2 separate regions of the Sus scrofa genome follow, and region 1 is linked to region 2. Evidence: chromatin contacts called from public promoter capture Hi-C data. All regions are on one chromosome and are shown on one strand. The core of a region is the stretch at or near the end of the contact, and the rest is flanking DNA. Distances in the headings are between cores, read along the strand shown.

The links. Promoter capture Hi-C pulls out the DNA fragments that hold promoters and counts their contacts.
Region 1: a promoter capture Hi-C map of liver shows a contact between it and region 2, with 2.7 times the contacts expected there. The contact joins the promoter of MFSD3 here to the promoter of ARHGAP39 in region 2. A contact is called at or near these places in 2 of 5 promoter capture datasets (fetal liver and liver), 2 of 47 Hi-C or Micro-C datasets (both in liver) and 2 of 2 datasets of contacts at active chromatin or transcription factors (alveolar macrophages and skeletal muscle).

What each region holds. Positions count from the first base shown.
Region 1 is chr4:293,395-299,477 of Sscrofa11.1, reverse strand. It overlaps MFSD3 (major facilitator superfamily domain-containing protein 3), which reads left to right and starts at 3,523. Exons shown (of 4, transcript XM_021090521.1): 1 at 3,523-4,618; 2 at 4,943-5,090; 3 at 5,359-5,483; 4 at 5,557-5,771. The coding sequence starts at 3,937. The coding sequence ends at 5,636. RECQL4 (ATP-dependent DNA helicase Q4) reads right to left here. Exons shown (of 22, transcript XM_013996390.2): 22 at 5,849-6,083. GPT (alanine aminotransferase 1) reads left to right here. Exons shown (of 12, transcript XM_021090479.1): 6 at 1-203; 7 at 333-412; 8 at 491-627; 9 at 749-923; 10 at 1,025-1,180; 11 at 1,273-1,385; 12 at 1,459-1,731. The coding sequence ends at 1,549.
Region 2 is chr4:201,401-207,804 of Sscrofa11.1, reverse strand. ARHGAP39 (rho GTPase-activating protein 39) reads right to left here and starts at 1,670. Exons shown (of 13, transcript XM_003125457.6): 1 at 1,520-1,670.

The sequences.
Region 1 (6,083 bases), core at 2,274-4,773, 90 kb before region 2:
CACGGGCGTGCTCATCCCCATCCCTCAGTATCCACTCTACTCCGCCGCGCTGGCCGAGCTCAACGCCGTGCAGGTGGACTACTACCTGGACGAGGAGCGCGCCTGGGCGCTCGACGTGGCCGAGCTGCGGCGCGCGCTGCGCCAGGCGCGTGACCACTGCCGTCCCCGCGCGCTCTGCGTGATCAACCCCGGCAACCCCACCGGTGCGTTCCCTCCGCCGCCCCCAGCCGCGCGGCGCCGCGCCACGCCGGGTCAGCCTGCCCCTGATCGCCCCGCGGAGAGCAGTGCGCCCTCTCGGCTCACCCCGGACCTGTCGCGCCTCCTTGCCCCAGGGCAGGTGCAGACTCGCGAGTGCATCGAGGCCGTGATCCGCTTCGCCTATGAGGAGGGGCTCTTCCTGCTGGCCGATGAGGTGCTGGCCGGGGCGCCCGTGGGGGAGGGCATGGAGGGCAGCGGCGGGCCCCCGGGTGACGCCCGTCCGCCCGTCCAGGTGTATCAGGACAACGTGTACGCCGAGGGCTCGCAGTTCCACTCGTTCAAGAAGGTGCTCACGGAGATGGGGCCGCCGTACGCGGCGCGGCAGGAGCTCGCATCCTTCCACTCGGTCTCCAAGGGCTTCATGGGCGAGTGCGTGCGGGCCGACGGGCGGGGACTGGCGAACCTCGGCCACCGCCCGACCCGAGGTGCCCTCGGGGCCGTTCGTTCCTTTCCTCCCGGCCCTGCCTCGACGCCCGCCCTTGCCTCGCAGGTGCGGCTTCCGCGGCGGCTACGTGGAGGTGGTGAACATGGACGCCGCGGTGCAGCAGCAGATGCAGAAGCTGAGGAGCGTGCGGCTGTGCCCGCCTACGCCGGGCCAGGTCCTGCTGGACGCGGTGCTCAGCCCGCCCGCGCCCTCAGACCCCTCCTTCGCGCAGTTCCAGGCGGTGAGTGGGCGCGGCCGAGGGGGTCAGAGTCGCGGGCACGCGAGGGCTGAGGGCGCCGAGCCCCCGGCCCGGCCTGACCAGCCCTCCCTCCACGGCCGCAGGAGAAGCGGGAGGTGCTGGCCGAGCTGGCGGCCAAGGCCAAGCTCACTGAACAGGTCTTCAACGAGGCTCCCGGCATCCACTGCAACCCGGTGCAGGGCGCCATGTACTCCTTCCCGCGCGTGCAGCTGCCCCCCCGCGCCGTGCAGCGCGCTCAGGTCTGGCGTCGGGCGGGCGGGGCCGCGGAGGGGCGGGGCCGCGGGGGGCGGGGTCCGAGGCGTCCCGCCCTGACCAGCCGCCCCGCCCCCAGGAGCTGGGCCTGGCTCCGGACATGTTCTTCTGCATGCGCCTTCTGGAGGAGACTGGCATCTGCGTGGTGCCTGGGAGCGGCTTTGGGCAGCGCGAAGGCACCTACCACTTCCGGTGAGGCCCGGCCGGTGCAGCCCCTCCCCGCGCCCCGCGGCGCCCCATTCGCTTACCTTCTCCCCCGTTTTAGGATGACCATTCTGCCCCCCATGGAAAAGTTGCGGCCCCTGCTGGAGAAGCTGAGCCAGTTCCACGCCAAGTTCACTCTCGAGTACTCCTGAGGACCCCGCTGTGCGCCCGGCCGCGCCAGCGGGCACGAACGTGGACTGACAGGGCCCAGGGCCCTGGGGGCGATCTCCGGGGCGCTCTGCGCTTGCTCCCGGGGCCTGCGGGGCTGGGCCTCTGTCTCTCGGCAGGCCCCGAATAAAGCTAAGACAGCTTGGCTGCTTGGAGGCCGTGTGCACACCCGTGTCCACTCCTGACTGCCTTTCCGCATCGTCTTCTGTGCAGGCCTGGGGACTCGGGAGGAACTGTCAAGAGGGCTTCCAGAGGAGGTGACCTTCCTACAGACACAGCACCTCTGCTGGCTGGGTCTCCACCATGGTCCTCTGGTCTTGGTGCAGAGATCTGCAAACGTTGCTAAGAGAACGGAGACAAGCAAGGAGGGGTGGAGGAAGGTACCAGGCGAACGGCAGCTCCTCAGGGGGACCCCGGAGTTGTTAGCGGTGAGGAGGGGACCGCAAAAAGAAACACAGGAGAAGGGTCCCAGAGTGTAAGCCTTTCCTGAGAAAGTCACAGAAAGCTGTGTCCCCTGTCCTGGCTGCATTCCCCTGCTGTCCACCTTGTCCCTGGCAGCCTAGGGAACATGTTAAGCCATAGGGTGGACTAGGCTGCATGGGGTGAGTAGCAGGAAACGGGGGACCATGGAGTTCCCATCATGGCTGAATGGTAACAAACCTGACTAGTATCCATGAGGACGTGAGTTCAATCCCTGGCCTCACTCAGTGGGTTAAGGATTCGGAGTTGTCCGTGAGCTGTGGCATAGGTGGCGGATGCGGCTTGGATCTGGTGTTGCTGTGGCTGTGGTGTAGGCCAGCAACCGTAGCTCTGATTCAAACCCTAGCTGGGAACTGGTGTGGGTGCCGCCCTCAAAAGACAAGCAAATGAACAGAAAAACTCAAGGGGTCGTGAGGGCTCAAAGAGGGAGTCTTGGTTTTCCTAACTGGGCAAATGGCAGTGGTGCGCTTGTGGGACCGCAGGAGGAGCAGCGGTGCCAAGAGCAGGGACAGGAGGAAGAGCAAGCCCAGCTCCTTTGCCATGTGGTGGTCCCAGTGTGGTGTGCGTGACGTCCCTGTGCTAACACAGTCCGTGGCTGGGAAGCCATGAGGGGGCAGCCCCTCCCAAGCTGGAGCACTGGAGGGCCGGTTTGGGGGAGGAGAACACCTTAGATGCTTAGGAGGAGGTGCCCTGTGGAGCGCTGGGCCGGGGGACACCTGGACAGCCAGGTGCGGGGGCGACCTTGTGTCCTTGAACCTGGAACACGGGGATGAGCAGGCCAGACACCGCCGTGGATCCCTGTCCAAACGGGCCTCTGTGGTGGGCATTGCAGTCCCCATTTTATAGGTGAGGAAACCTGGGCCCCCCACCTATGCAGAAATGACAAGAAACTCAAAGTGGCCTCAGCAGGGGAAGGAGTGTGTTGGATCAAGTGCCTGTGTGTTGGTCTAGGGGGTGGGCCAGCTTCATGGAGCCACAGGCTCCGAGACAGTACTGGCCAAAGCTCCAGCTCTGCCCATGCTTCACTACCTCCTCTGGTCCTCAGGCACCCCACATGGCACAGCTCTGGGCAGGAACGGCTGTGTGAGACCGCTCACGAAGCTCACGTTTCCCCTCAGATTGGCCTCTCCCTCAGCCAAGGTTGGCTGGAGCCAAGCTGGCCCCACATAGGCTCTCCTGGCCTTGTCACTGGACACTAGAGGGCGATTCCGGCAGCAGCTGGCTGCATCCTGTGCTGAACTGCGGCTCAGACTTCTCCCAAGAACTTCCTCCCTTTCACCACCTTCTGCAGGCTGGGGAGGGCACTGAAACCAGCGGGTGAGGGGTCCAACAGCAGAAGCACAAGAAGGTAGTGGCCTTAAGAGGCCAACTCCTCTGCAGGCGCCACTGAGCGACCCAGTGGACACTGCAGCCACCAGGCTCCAGGTGAGACACTAGGAGGCACTTTCTGGGTCCAGCCAGTCTTGGGACTGGATCTGTTAACTCTGCGAGGCACCTGGCTGGGCCGCGGGTTTCGAGGCTTCTCACCCTGGAAGCTGGTGCCCCTGGCGCCAAAGCTGACCCCGGCCGCCGCCAGGTTGACCACCGGGGGCGCCCGAGGGCGGCTGGCACTCTAGCCCGCTCGCGCCCTCTATGGCCACCGCGTCTCTCCGCGGCGCCTGCGCGGCCCGGTCCCGAGCCGGGCGGCGAGCACCGCCGTGGCCGACTCGCGGTCCTTCCGCGTACTGACGCCCCCGAGGACGCCAGCGCGCAGGTGCCGACGCCAGCCTTAAAAAAAATCTTGGCCAGACCCCACGCCGAACCGCCCAGCCCCCTCTGATCCCACCGCGGCCGGGCCTGGAACCCAGCCCCAGCCACCAGAGCCTGGGCCCATGTCCCCGCTCTCCTGGCCATGCACGGGAAGCTGCTGGTGCTTGCCAGCCTCTACCTGGTGCAGGGCCTGCCCTATGGGCTGCAGTCTGGCCTTCTGCCGGTGCTGCTGCGGGCTCGCGGTCTGTCCCTGACACACGTGGGACTGGCCAAAGTGCTGTATGCACCGTGGTTGTTCAAGCTCGTGTGGGCCCCGCTGGTGGACGCTCGGGGCTCTCCGAGGGCCTGGCTGACGCTCAGCACAGCAGCTCTTGGCCTCTTGTGTGGGTTGCTGGCAGCTCTGCCTCCTGCTGAAGCTGGCCAGTCTGGGCTGCCTCTTACTGTGGCAGGGCTACTTCTGCTACTGAACTTGGCTGCAGCTGTACAGGATGTGGCCTTGGACACACTGGCGATGCAGCTCCTGGAGCCGGCAGAGCTGGGGCCGGGCAACACGGTGCAGGTGGTGGCTTACAAGCTGGGGGCGGTGCTGGCTGGGGGTGGACTGCTGACCCTCTTGCCCACCCTCTCCTGGCCCCTGCTCTTTCTGCTCCTGGCTGCCACCTATTGGCTGGCTGCTGCCCTGGCTTGGGCTGCACCGGCCCTGCAACAGCTTCCTGCGCCTCAGCCATCAGAACCCCGCCGACACACGCTGCACCTTCAGCAGCACTTGCTGGCCGTGCCTGGGACCCTGTGGATGGCAGGTTTTGTGCTCTCCTACAAGCTGGGTGAGTAGGGGCGGGAGCCTGGGGGAGCTCCAGGTGGGTCCCCATGACTATGGGGCCCATTTGTGGGACTGCCTTCCTTCTTTCTGGAGTACGACTTGCAGGCTGGAGCCCAGTGGCCTCGCTTCTTGTCCGGCAGGTCCAGCTCCACAGCTGTTGAGCTCCAGCCACACTGCCCCCTGCCAAAGCCTCTCTACTCCCTGCTGACCCTGAGCTCAGCCAATGCCCAGCCCCAGCTTCTGGCACCTGTAGCCTGAGGCAGAAGCAGGGTTGGGGAAGCACAATGGAGAGGGAAGCAGGCTGCCCCTGCTGATTTTCTCTTTGCAGGTGAGCAGGGCACCAGCAGCCTGTTCCCACTCCTCCTGTTGGACTGTGGCGTCTCTACCCCAGAGCTGGGGCTGTGGAATGGCGTGGGCGCTGTGGTCTGTTCCATTGTGGGCTCATCTCTGGGTGGCGCCCTGCTGGCCAGGCACCGGTGCGTCCCCCTCAGCTTGCCCTGCCTGCCACCCCCCCACCCCTACCTTCCCCACCCCCTCTGACCTACCCAGTCTCCCCACCCCAGGCAGCCACTGCCCCTGTTGAGGTCACTGCTTCGGTTCCGTCTTGGGGGCCTGGCCTGCCAGACTGTCTTGGTTTTTCATCTGGATGCCCCTGGGGCCAGGGTGGGCCCTGGCACAGTCCTGAGAGGTGAGAGGTTGTCCATGGGGGGAGGAGCCTAGAATCCTGAGCCCTGCTGACCTCAGCACCCCCAGGGGCAGCCTTGCTGAGCCTGTGTCTGCAGCACTTCCTGGGAGGCCTGGTCACAACCACCACCTTCACCCTGATGATGCGCTGCAGCCAGTTGGCACCCAGTGCCCTGCAGGTGAGGGTACGTGGCTGGGACATTCGGGCCACGGGACTGGAGTCCAAGCAGGTCCTGACTGATCTCCACAAATCTCCAGGCCACACACTACAGCCTCCTGGCCACTCTGGAGCTGCTGGGGAAGCTGCTGGTGGGCGCGCTGGCCGGAGCCTTGGCTGACAGCCTGGGGCTGCGCTTCTGCTTCTTCCTCTTCCTCGCTCTCTCAGCCACACCCATGCTGTGCCTAGGCCTTGCACCCAGCACGCTGGCCTGAGCCGGGTGGCTGGCCTTGTCAATAAAGTGGAGTGGACCCGAGGCCTGTGTCTGGACTGAGATGTGCTTGGTTGTCCTCAGACTGTGGGGTTGTCCCCACTGGAAGGAAGGTCCCTAAAAAAGACGTGAGCATCTTTTATTCTGCTTTAAGGCCTCCTTGCCCCCGCGCCCCGGCAGTAGGCTTTGTCCAGAGGGGCTACACAGTGTTCTGGCCGCCGATGCCTCATCTCTGCTGTGCTGACACGGTCCCCCCAGCAGGCCACTCAGCGGCCCCACAGCAGGATCTCCTCTGTGGCCAGGTGCATCAGGGCGTGGAAGTTCAGGTGCAGGTATTTTCTCCAGAAGCGCCGGTCC
Region 2 (6,404 bases), core at 421-2,920:
CCTGTTTCTCCAAATATGACCCCAACTTGTGTAAGAAAAGGTAGCCAAAGACTTCAAGTTAAACTAAGACAAACAGCTGAAGAACCAACAACCCAGCAAGTGCACCCTGGAAACCAGATCTTGGCAGTGATAACTCCTGACTTTTCTGAACACTCACAAGGCACAAGTAATTCACTGAGTCTCAACAACCACCCCAGCCGGTGTTACTGGTGTTCCCATTTTAGAGATGAACCAAAGGCAGCGTACAAAGCCAGTAAACAGAAGAGTCACAGACTCAAAGGCAGGCAGGCAGTCTGGCTCCAGAATCCGCCCTCTTCTCCACTCTGTTCTCCAGCCTCTTGACAAGACTGCTGACTAGACAAAGTGTGGCAGAAAGGCCTGGGACCTCCGCTCCTCCCGAAGCTGGCAGCCGGCTAGCGTGTGCGCCAAGCGCCTTCTCGGAAGGTCTCCTTGCTTCTCAGTCACACCTCCTAGCAAATCTCCCTCCCCTCCCCCAGCGAGGAGAAACACACCTTGCTCATTGTGAAAGGGGAGCCGCTGACCGGGAACCACCTGCTGTTTACAGAGGCACCCAGGATGTACAGGGTTCAATTCTCCCGCAATGGCTTCAAAGACAAATCCCCTATTGTCTGCACCAGGGGCAGAACACGAAGCCTTGCAACTGTAGGTTTCTGCAAAGGTCACAGGAGGTTTGGTTAAACCTTACGACGCTGAAGAGGGTGGCGAGGCGCCGCATTTTTGCTGCTGAAGGCTGCACAGCGCCCACAGCAGCTGCTGGTGGGAGCCGCATGTAACACACCCACAGCTGCCGCGGCCTCGCAGCCAGCTGCACGTTTTAAAATAAAAGACGTCCTGACCCCCAAGATGCGCACGGCCTGCCTAGACCTCGGCCCGCATACGAACACGGCCTCCACCCACACCAATCCCGCAACCGAGGGCATTCCAGATCTCGGGGACAACCAGGGCGAGAAGGAGGGGTCGCCCCAGCCCTCCTCGCAGCGGAGGCCAGATCCACGGGGCTGGCGGCCACGGCCCGAACCAGGACACGCGCGTCCCGGCTCCCCGAGCCCCGACAAAGCCAGGCCCGGCCCCGCACCGCCCCCCGACTGCGCCCCGGAAATCTGGCCGACGCCCCCCACTCAGGCCGGGCACTCCACTCACGCCCACCCTCGGCAGGGCAGGCTCACCCCCTTCTCCGCTCTCAGGCCGGCACGCTCACCTCACCTCCGCCTTCAGCCCGCACGCTCGCCCCCACCTCCGGGCCGGCCCCCCACACCCACCTCACGCCCTGGCCCCGCGCGGCCTGGGCCTTCGCACCCATGCGCCCCCGCCGAGCCCGGCCCCCACACCCAGCCCCTGCGCCTTCGCGCCTGGCCGCGGCCCCACCCGCCGCCTCGGTCGCCGCGGACCCGTATCCTCGCGGGCCGGGTCCGGAGCCTCCGCGAGGCCGGGCGGGGGCCGCAGCGCCGGCCCCTCCGCCATCTTCCCGGCCCGCGCCGCCCACTGCCCGCGCTCTCACCCGCCGGCTGTGTGCGGGCCGCGCCACCGCAGCCTCTCATCCCGGCCCGCACGCCGCGCGCAAGCTGCTCGTGGCTCTCCCGCCGCCGCCTTCGCCGCCGCGGCACCCGCTCGGTGCGCGCTCGCCGCCGCCGCCGCCGCCGCCGCCGCCGCCGCCGGCCCAGTGAGCCGCGGCCGCGCGTCCTCCCGTCACCAGCGCAACCCCCCGCCTCCGGCCCCGCCCCCGCCCCCGCGCGCCTCGCCGCCAGGGGGCGCAGCCGCGAGCCCCGTGCGCGTGAGCCGGCGCGCGGCACGCCGGGAGCCGGAGTCCGGCCGGGGGCGCGCGCTGCATCCCGAGAGCCGGAGCTCGGCCGGGCTGGGCCCGCCCACAAGGAGGGTGTGGCGGCCTCGCGCTGTCCCGACCAGTCCAGGGGTGGCGGCGGCGGCGAAGGGAGGCCTCTGGCCGACTGACGCTGCCGCCCACCTCGGCCTCGCGGTCCGCACGCCGCCGACCTCGCCCTTCCGATCGCTCAAGAGACTTCGATCCCCTTCCGTGCTGTGCAGTTGAGCTTTCATACGTGTCGGTGTGGATTTGGTGTGATTTTACCTGCACAAACCATGTTGGACTTCCTGAACCTGAGAGTTCACTTTTCCTCGACTCTGGAAAGTTACCAGGCATTGGCTCTCCTCCATTCTCGTAGGTTCTCCCTATGCATCTGTTAGATAAACTGGACGGTCTGTAGCCTCTTTGCTCCCTCATCTTAACTCTTGGTACGTGCTCAATTCAGCTTTGCTCTTGTCCTCTTTAGCATTTTTTACTCTGCGTTTGGCCTCTTCTTCAGGCTTTTAAAATTATTACTGCCTATACAGAGTTCATTTCCAGAAGTTGTCGTATTCGACCTCCATTTCTATAGAAATGGAAGCTGGTCAGCCTGCAGCTCCTACAACAGAACGCAGAAGTCCGCAGCACACCGGCCAGGGCCTGGATCCCATCAACGCAAGAAGCTGCAAAGGCTGAAAGCCCAAGTTCAGAAGCCCTCAGCTGAGTTGCAGTTCCCGTCCTGCAGCTCACTCCTGCTCTCTTAACACCCTGCCTCCTGCGGCTCGCTGATGGAGACCCTCACCCCTCTCGCCCTTTCCTTTAGGCCTCCTTCACTCTGCGCGCGGGTGCACACACACACACACACACACACACACACCCTACCTCTGGTCTCTGCCTCACTCTGCACACACACCCTACCTCTGGTCTCTGCCTCACTCTGCGCACACACACACACACACACACACACACACCCTACCTCTGGTCTCTGCCTCACTCTGCACACACACCCTACCTCTGGTCTCTGCCTCACTCTGCACACACACACACACCCTACCTCTGGTCTCTGCCTCACTCTGCGCACACACCCTACCTCTGGTCTCTGCCTCACTCTGCACACACACACACACACACCCTACCTCTGGTCTCTGCCTCACTCTGCACACACACACACACACACACACACACCCTACCTCTGGTCTCTGCCTCACTCTGCACACACACACACACACACACCCTACCTCTGGTCTCTGCCTCACTCTGCACACACACACACACACACACACACACCCTACCTCTGGTCTCTGCCTCACTCTGCACACACACACACACACACACACACCCTACCTCTGGTCTCTGCCTCACTCTGCACATACACCCTACCTCTGGTCTCTGCCTCACTCTGCACACACACACACACACACACACACCCTACCTCTGGTCTCTGCCTCACTCTGCACACACACACACACACACACCCTACCTCTGGTCTCTGCCTCACTCTGCACACACACACACACACACACCCTACCTCTGGTCTCTGCCTCACTCTGCACACACACACACACACACACACACCCTACCTCTGGTCTCTGCCTCACTCTGCACATACACCCTACCTCTGGTCTCTGCCTCACTCTGCACACACACCCTACCTCTGGTCTCTGCCTCACTCTGCACATACACCCTACCTCTGGTCTCTGCCTCACTCTGCACACACACACATACACACACCCTACCTCTGGTCTCTGCCTCACTCTACACACACACACACACACACACCCCTCTGGTCTCTGCTCTCCATTGTACACACCTAAGAAAGGTCATTGCATGAACCCCACCCACCCTTCCTCATGGTGAATACTGCAGAAACATCACACAACTGGGCTGGCTGGCTGCACTTCAAACAAGAGCACTTTACGGTTTTTGGCGATCTTATTTTTCTCCACAGGTTAAGTCTCCCACTCTCCAAAGTGAGATTTCTTGGGCCTCTCTAGCTGATGAACCTCCCAGAGGAGACTAAAGCTCTTCTTATCATCAATCCCAAAGGCACATCCGTCCCTGCCCTGCCCCTCCCCTCCTGAATGTGTGCAGGCCGTGTTTCCCTGCTGCTGTCCCAGGCAGTGCCTCCTCTGATGAACTGGAGCCTGCTCCCTCTTGCACTCTCAGAGCTGCTCAGCTCTCTCCTACGCTGCATCGCCTGCTTGTCACTATTATTTCCACAAGCATTCAAAGACACTCTGATGTTTCTTTCCTTCTCTCTCTCTTTTTCTGGCCGTGCCCACAGCATGTCGAAGTTCCCAGGCCAGGAACTGAACCCACCCCACAGTAGCAACCCAAGCTGCTGCAGTTACAAGACCGGATCCTTAACCTGCTGAGCCACAAGGGAACTCTTCTGAAATTTCTCATCATAAAAACTTTAACTCCACTTCTTCCCACCCCACCCCCCGATCCTCATATCCGCTGGTGGCCATGCTTCACAAAAACTTGCCTGCACTTCACCATGTTGGGGGTTTTGTTTGTTTTGGTTTGTTTTTTTTTTTTTTTTTTTGTCTTTTTGTCTTTTTTGTTGTTGTTGTTGTTGCTATTTCTTGGGCCGCTCCCACGGCATATGGAGGTTCCCAGGCTAGGGGTTGAATCGGAGCTGGAGCAACCGGCCTACGCCAGAGCCACAGCAACGCGGGATCCGAGCCGCGTCTGCAACCTACACCACAGCTCACGGCAACGCCGGATCCTTAACCCACTGAGCAAGGGCAGGGACCGAACCCACAACCTCATGGTTCCTAGTCGGATTCGTTAACCACTGCGCCACGACGGGAACTCCCTGTTTTGGTTTTGATTAAAGAATAATTTACAATGTTATGTTGGTTTCAAGTGTACAGCAAAGCGATTCAGTTATGCATACATATTCTTTTTCATATTCTTTTCAGAATAGGTTATTACAAGATACTGAGTGGAATTCCCTGTCTGTGTTGTTTGCCTATTTTATAGGTTAATCCCAAACTCCTACATCATTCCGTTTTTATTTCATGCTCTCCTCATCCTCTGATGCCATGGAAAACATTCCTGCTACCACCTGGCTGCGCTGTCAGGAACACCCAGCCTCCTAGTCGCCTTTGTTGCTGGGGGCACTGCTGTTCTCAGAGCAAGCCCAGGGCTCTAAGAACCTGACTCTGTGTCATCTACTCGCAGCAGAGCAGAACGTCAGCATTTTGGCTGAGGACAACGGGTGTTCCAAGTCCTCACTTTCTAGAAAGATGCCTGACACATTATTCAGGGCCCCGAGGAGGTGGCCAAGGACCATTCTGCAATCCTTTGCCTTTGACCACTCTAGGTAACTGGCAGCTAAGGAAGTGAGAAGGTGGATGAGGGTTTCCTTGGAAAAAAGATGCAGGCCTACTAGTGCCAACATGTTTCCTTTCCATTCTCCTTGCCCACCCCCTGTCTAACATAGATGAGAGCATTTATATAAAGGGAAAAAATCAAAGTACAAAAAAAGATACATGGGGGAAATGAACCAAAATAAAACTGAGGTAGAAATTTTAATGTCAGACAAACACAGAATTCAAGTTCAAAACATTAACAAGAGCCAAAAGGAAATTACATTCTGTTTTTTGGTTTTTTTGTCTCTTTAGGGCCACGCCTGCGGCACATAGAGGTGCCCAGGCTAGGGGTCTAATGGGAGCTATAGCTGCCGGCCTACGCCAGAGCCACAGCAACACCAGATCCGAGCCACATCTGCAATCACACCACAGCTCACGGCAATGCCAGATCCTTAACCCACTGAGGCCAGGGATCGAACCCGAAACCTCATGGTTCCTAGTGGGATCCGTTCACCACTGAGCCACGATGGGAACTCAGAGGGAATTACATTCTGTTTAACAAAAGACTACAAATAATACAAATAATATGTGCATTAAAAATATACTTCGGTATATAAAGAATAGATTTATGGGGAGATAGACAAATCAACAGCAGTAGATAGAAAATTCAGCATATGTTTTTGGCAAGTCATACAGAAAATCCCCACCATAAAGCATCATAAATAGCCCTTCATTAAAGGAGAAATAATGAAGAAAAAATTAAATAATTAGGGCTGAAGAACACTCAAAAACACCAAAATTTCTAGGACAAAATTAAAGCAACATAGGAAATTTTATTTATTCATTTATTTTTAAATTTTTAAATTTTTTTTGCCTTTTTGCCATTTCTAGGGCTGCTCCCGCGGCATATGGAGGTTCCCAGGCTAGGGGTTGAATTGGAGCTGTAGCCGCCGGCCTACACCAGAGCCACAGCAACACGGGATCCAAGCCGAGTCTGTACCCACACCACAGCTCACAGCAATGCCGGATCCTTAACCCAATGAGCAAGGCCAGGGATCGAACCCGCAACCTCGTGGTTCCTAGTCGGATTCGTTAACCACTGAGCCACAGCGGGAACTCCCACAGGGAATTTTAAATAGATCTTCAGAGAATAGGAACAAATGAAACTTTAAGCTAAATGTTCAACTCCAGAAGTTGGAAAAAAAAATAGAGCAATCACACATTAATAAGAAGGAAGGAAACAATAAAGCTAAGAGCACTAACCT